Regions from separate parts of the Gossypium hirsutum genome. Here region 2 is linked to region 1. A link is a contact called in public Hi-C data. All regions are on one chromosome and are shown on one strand. Each heading gives the region's core, a stretch centred on a gene start, on an enhancer-like site or on the middle of the called end of the contact. The rest is flanking DNA. Distances are from core to core; before and after follow the strand shown. Region 1 holds the start of LOC107902211 (multiple organellar RNA editing factor 9, chloroplastic). Region 2 has its middle 15 kb from the start of LOC107903499.

Region 1 (3,547 bases), core at 671-3,170:
ATTAAGTATCGTTAGTTTAGCAGTTAGCAGTAAAGTTTAGCAGTTAGCAGTAAGTGCAGTCAGTTAAACTGTTAAGAAACGGTTATGATCTTACTCTATTAAATAAGTCTGTATCCTCTCTTCAAAGTAAGAAAATATAGAAGTTTATTTCATGGTTATTCTATTCTTCAACATGGATAAGTAACAACATAGTTTAAACAAACAGGGTCGATGACAAATCTTCTGACCTTTGAACTTTTCCGAGGTTTCTTCCGATGCCGTGCATTGGAATCCAGTATATGTAGTGGTGCTAAACGCGTACTTCTTCGCTTCTTTCATGCTGTAATAACAAGAAAATAAAGTCCGTCATTTCTTCATTACAATAACTAGATACACAATACTCATCGGAACAATGATCATCATATTAGTAACAATGACTAAAAACATGCATAATGACCTCCATATTCATCTCAACTAAGTTTTAACACATTACGTCGCAATGAGCATCAACTTAATATTAGATACGGAACCTCGCGAGAAGAACATCACGAAAGTTCCTTCTAAACCATCTAAATACTAGAGACCTAAACATCGAGAAGTAAAAACACAATGCTAAGAAAACCTTTCCTTCTTCTTCTATTCATTTATATATAAAAGATTAGCCATTGAACTCCCTAGCTGAAAACTCATTCTCCGGATAGTAGACACAGATAACTTGATTTCGACCGAATTTCCGACCACGGGTCTCATGTTGATAACTAAGAAAGGCTCATTTAAGATGGATGTCCTTGGAAAAGACTGCAAATGACCTAAAAGAAAGCTTACTATAAAGCTATAAGTGACATATGAGTTGCAAGCTTCACTAATGTGAACAGATTGAAATCAAAGTGGACTTCTTCCCATTAACTTATGATTGAGCTAGATTTGAGTATCTTAATACTCAATTTAGATAGTTCAAGAGCCTAATTGAGTTTTTTATTATTATAAATGTGTTTTTAATACATTGACATCAAATTACTACTTTATCACAAAAGAAAGCTTGACTCGAGTTTTTGAGTATATAAATTGTATAAATGAGCTTCATTAATCTAAATTCGAGTAGTTGGATATTATTTCAAGCAAAGCTTAACATATTCGATCAAGGTTGAGTCGAGCAGCTAGCAATAAGTTTCTATTTGAGTTCAAGTTCAAATTTTTCATTATTCCAAGAGCAACTCAATTATGTAAGTATCATATATGAATATGTATACAATATGATTATAATTAAATTTTTTCAAAAATTTTAAATGTATTAGAATGTGAGGAATAAATAATAATCTATATATAGAAAAAAAAACCAAGCAAAACCAACAAAAAAATCTCATCAAAACTTGACATTACCCAGCAAGGCAACAAAAAAAAACAACCCATTTCATAAAAAACCAAGAAAAATCCCAAAGAGAAAAAAGAAACATACAAAAAAACTCCATATTCTTTCATAGTTTTCAACTAAAGAAAAGAAAACCCGGAAAGCTTCAAGTCATCTCACCTGCCAAGAACAGTGGCAAGAGTGTTGAGGTAAGTGTCAATCATTTGTTCTCTAGTAGGAGCAGGGTCTTTAGGGAACTCCATAACAATAAGCCAATGATTATAATCACAGCCGGGTAACATTATCGTTTCCCTGGGTTCATTGCTGCTGCTTCTCCTGGGTGAATAGTCACTGTCAAGTACTGCAGCTTTGATAGTACGAGGAGGTGGAGGAGTTGGTGCAGTCAGTGAGTTGAGTCCCAGAGTAGAAGGGGGAGTGAGTTGGAAGAAAGGGCTTTGTGGGTAAAAGGAAAGGGGGAGGGTTTAACAGAGTTGCCATTGGAAATGTGTGTAAGGGTCTAAGAGATAGATGAATTGAAGTGAAATTATTATGGTTATTTTCGGTTACGTTGAAGTTGGTGTTGGCAATGGCATGCTGAAATTTTTTATATTTTGGGTTTTCTTAATAAATTTGGGACATTGGGCTGAAAGCCCCAAATTGATGTATCTGATTTTTTTTTTACAAAAAAATTATTACGAATTCGTAATTATCCTCTCAATAATATCGTTTTTAAGATATGATTGTGTGCTTTGTGTTTTCCAATAATGTTATTTGTAATGTTCGACCTTATGTTCTCTTTTTAAGTAGAGACATTATTAAGTAAAATTGGATCTATGATTGATATCATTAGTATAGATGTTAATTAACTCTAGCCCAGGCTAAAATATTAACTTAAAATTTTACTTAAATTTATATATAGATTATTTTTTATTTAGGCATTAATTTTTAAATTTATACCTATTTAGGTTTTAAATTTTTAAATTTATATTGAAAAAACAAGATTTGTTTTATTATTTTTTAACATTATTTGATATAGTTTCAAAGTCTTTTTTAAACATATTTCTAAAAAAAATATATATTATTTTTTAAGTAGATAAAAATAATTAATAACCCTTATACGATATTTTAAAAAAATATTATTTTTACATAAAAATTTTAAGTTATTCTCACTATTTTAAATATAATTTATTTGTTTTTATATCATATTGTACTTCTTCTTCAAACAAACAAAAAAAATCAGGTGTCTTGACTTGTATAGAATAGTGGCTAAAGTTTTTTTGTCAAATACCCGTTTAGTACAAGTTTGAATCGTGTTAACCCTGTCTCCCACCTTAATATTGTATAAAAAGCAAAAAAAAAAAAAAGAAAAAAGAAGGTGAATATACTTGAGAGATCTCTCTATTTTAGGGACCAAACCAAATTAGTCCATTTACTATAAAACAGACCAATTTATTTTTTGTACTATTTAAAAAAATCAACTAAGTCCAAATTGAAATAGAGTTAACATTTACTATTAAAAACATATCAATTACTATTTAACGAGATTGAAATTTCAAGACATTATTTATACAGTAAATGTTACCTTTGTTACAATTCAAACTTATTTGAATCTTTTTGATAATATAAAGATTAAATTGAGAGGGACTAATTTGATCTAATCCCTATAGTATAGGGATCTGTCAGGCAATTTAACCAAAAAAATATGTTATTTCAATTTTGTGAAATTGGGCCCATACACAAATGGGCCTAAGGGTGCTGATTACAACTCCATAGCATTGCTAAAGGAGCCTATAATTGTGGATTTGTAAACCTATGTTCTATATTATTTGTCTTTCACTACCAAAAAGGGTTTGGTTGAAAATTTACAATATGATTTTTGGAAAATGAAAATATAAATATGTGAAAATAAAAAAATTCTTTGTAAAAGTAAAAAATAATGAATTTTAACTTTAAATAAATTGGTCCTAATTCAAACTCATATAAATGCATAAAAATATTTTTTTTCAATTTTTAAAAAAATAGAAAATAAAAATTATTTTTAAATAAAAATAGAAAATATTTTCGAAAACTATTTTTTTTATCTGAAGACTGTATTTACTTTTACAAACATGAAAATCAAATGAGTTGTTAGTATAATTAAGTAAAGTTGAGAAAATTTTAATTCATTTTTTTTTGTATAATCACAGATATTTTCATTTATTTTACGGATTGAATATTTAT
Region 2 (3,547 bases), core at 289-2,788, 320 kb before region 1:
AATTGGTTCAAACCGGCACTCGAAGCAGTTCGTGGTATGAGAATAGCAGAGAAGATCATTTAGTTGAAAGCCGAAAAAATTAAGGATTTACTTACCAAAAAACATAGGTACAATTTCGGTCTAAGATTTATTACTATAAATATCACAAACCGAGTCAATTTTTAAAATTTTAATTTTCCACTGTACAAGAAAATCATTTTCAAACTGAAATTTTTCTAACAGCTGGTTCAATTTTGTTATTGAAATTCAAAATCTTTTAAACCAAATTAGCCAACTTTACAACTATTAAATATAATATATATTTAAATCCAAACTTAAATCCAATATCAACCAAACTCAAACCTAAACCTAAACAAATTTAAACTTTATTCAAAATCCAACCTAAATAAAATAAATCCACTTTAAATTAAAAATTATTATACAGATAATAATATTAATAAAAATTTAATATTAAAAAATTAAACATTAATAATTAAAAAACTAAAACTAAAATATAAATTCCCAAATCATAAAAATACTTAAAGTAAAACCTAAATTCCAAAATCATTAGAATTAAATTTATTAGTAATATTATTAGTATAGTATAATAAATCATGTTTAATCATTTGTGATCAGCAGAACACTAATTATCATATAATTAAATTAATATATTATGCCATTATATATATTATATAATCATTAAATTTAAATTTTATAGATTTTAATAATTATTAAATTTATATATTTATTATACATATATATTTATAGTATTAAAAAGTATTTTATATTCAGTTAATGTTTTTTTTTAAATATTTCACTTTATAATTTAACATAAAAATTATTATAATTGCATTTGTTATTAATAACATTTTAATATAAATATGTAAAGCTTATGAACATATTTTTATAAAATAAATAATAATGATTTATTTTTATTTTTATTTTTATTTTAGTAATATCACAAAATTATAGTAATTATTAATGTCTATTATTGTTGTTTAGCTATAAATTTGGATTTTGGGTCAGATTTATTTTGGACTTGAGTCAAATCGATCTTGAACTCAAACTCTTGTAAAATCGGGTTTCTCGAGCTCAAATTTCCTTGAACACGAGCTTCTTTGAGCTCAAATCTATTATAGGCTTGGGACTGTTTTACCAACTTTATCTATCTACCTATAGTATGAACCATTTGCTTGAATTGCATAAAAACAAGGAAACGGAAAGGAAATTATCACATTTTCCGTTATTTGGACTTTTTTAATTTAGGTAAGGAAAAATAAAGAGAGTTAAATATCCTTTATTTTCCCTTGAATTACTTAATTTTTAGCCCAATTCGAAATAAAAGTTAGGGAAAGAAAAGTTAAATATCCAGATTGTTGTTGAAGGTTGGATTATGAAGATAAGCTATGCTTTTTTCACTTAACAAAACTGGCTTAAAGAAGAATTCCAAGGATTTGAATGGAGGGTGGGATCTTAGTTGGGTTTCATGGGTTTGGGCCAATAAAGTTGTTATTGGATTGAACTTAAAACTTAATAAAACCCACAAAATCATCCTTTTTTTTACGAAAAATATGCAACAACTACCTTTGTAATGTTGGTGCAAATAGCAACAGTCCTCTATGCCAGGCATATGCAGAATCCTTAAAACATCTGTTTGTTCAATTGAGTATGGTTTGGATCTCCCTCTCTCTTTTGCGTGTTGATACTTTTAATCTTTCCTCATTCTATTCTTGGATTTTCAAATGGTTTCAAAATTAGGAAGCACGGACACGGCTCATCCCTCCTTGAACACGGTCCCGACATACTAGGACATGTCTGAATACGTCAAAAAAAAAATCAAACACAGTCACGACACGGGTGTTTAAAAACAAACATGATCCCGACACAGTGACGATGGATAGAGGCATCGGATTAAAAAACCTCAATTGAGAGTGAAAGAAGCAGAATGTAGATTTTTTTCCCTGTTTTTTTTTTTCATGAAAGGAATGAAAGATTGAAAGTAAGGTTGAAAGTTTTAGGGTTTTCTTGAAAAAGATGAAAGGCTGTCTCGGCTATTTGTAATCAATTTAAAATATTGGGTTGGGTTGCCTTTTGGGTTTATTGTGGGTAGCCCAAGATCTGTCTTGGGCTATTTGTAAATTGATTTAATATATTAGGTTGGATTTAAAGTTCTAGATTTTTTCCAAAAAATAAAATAAATGTTAAAAAGTAAATAGGTTTTTTAACATAAAATATATGTATAAATATTTTTAATATTTTTTTTATTGTTGTATTTGTGTCCTCAATTTTTAAAATTATTGTGTCGCCATATTCATATCGTGTTGTACCAATATTACCTGTCCGTGTTCATGCTTCATAGCTGCAAAATAATGAAATCAATTCTTTAGCCTCGAGATACTTTTATACGGCCTGCATCTGCACGTCGTGGTCAATATGGAAAGCAAGGAATGAACTCACCTTTAAGAGTATCACTCATAGTCCATTAGAAGGCAACTCTCAATTATGGACTCTTTCAATATCACTCCTTTGAATATCAACAGTCTTAGGCAAGTTCTTCCATCTATTGAAGAAGGTGGTACACACACTTCATGGACGCTTCATCTTGACGTCTGCAGCAATCGGAGTGAACCATCATAGAACAATGACAATGGCGATCAAATTGTCTGCAGTCAAAAGCCACATCGCACCTTCCAAGCTTAAAGCAATGATCCTCACTCTATGACATTCGTTATTATTCTTCTAAAATCTCACAATATTACCTTCTGTAAGTTCCTGTTAAAAGATCGTAAATTCATCAACATCATCCTTAATAAAACAAGAGCAGTATGGCAACTCAAACTGGCATCCCAAGACCTACAAGAGCTCCTCAAAGATAGCAAATTCATCCAAGATAAAAATGAAAACTCGCTTATAAGGAAAGATATCACTAGCTGAGCGAAATGTGCTTTAAAGACATTTACTTCTTTCACCTGGCCTTAATAACTTATTAATAAAATAAATAAATTGTCTAAAAGTATAATTTAATGATTAAACCAAAAAATCAACTTTGGATGTGATTTTTTTTAATCGTCATTGGCCATCCCTTTCCACCATGCACTTATTCTGCTTTAGACTTTTAAGTAATACATGCATGACGCACTTATATTGACACAAGTTGAACGGCTGATAATTTTATAAAAAAGGTCAAATTATGTTTTGTGTCCCTCTCTTATACTCAATTTTAAGATTTAATTTTATATTTAATTTTTTAAATGTTTATGTGATTTTTTTCAATTAAAAAAACTCATGTTTATGTGATGGCTTAGAATAGGTGTTTTGAAGGGAAAAAAATTCACATTAATATTTAACAGCAAATAGTTAATTGTCATTAATTTTAGACATGATTATGGGTTAGGTTACTTATCTAAACTCGAATGCCCACCCCAAATTTGGAAGGATTTAGGAAAAATATTAAGCTAAAAAATAGACAAGGTAAAAAATTGGCCTATTTAAAATATGGGCTAGGATCAAGCTCAAACATTTAAGACTCGAGCCTAACCCGACCAATTTTCTAAGTTTTAATATATTG

What was found. Hi-C and Micro-C count contacts between places; a contact is called where the count stands out from the background.
Region 2: a contact with region 1 is called in a Hi-C map of leaf, with 5 times the contacts expected there. The contact joins the enhancer-like site here to the promoter of LOC107902211 in region 1. A contact is called at or near these places in 12 of 34 Hi-C or Micro-C datasets (callus, hypocotyl, leaf and 1 more).

Annotation. Positions count from the first base shown.
Region 1 is chrD05:62,040,871-62,044,417 of Gossypium_hirsutum_v2.1, reverse strand. It overlaps LOC107902211 (multiple organellar RNA editing factor 9, chloroplastic), which reads right to left and starts at 1,920. Exons shown (of 5, transcript XM_016828428.2): 1 at 1,895-1,920; 2 at 1,508-1,780; 3 at 228-319. The coding sequence starts at 1,920.
Region 2 is chrD05:62,360,287-62,363,833 of Gossypium_hirsutum_v2.1, reverse strand. No RefSeq gene overlaps it. Among protein-coding and RNA genes, the nearest start is that of LOC107903499, 15 kb to the right of the region's middle. Within about 2 kb of position 1,538, at least 7 of the 9 cell types and tissues checked have an H3K27ac peak or open chromatin away from gene starts, as enhancers often do. A contact at or near this core is called in leaf, where this site is marked.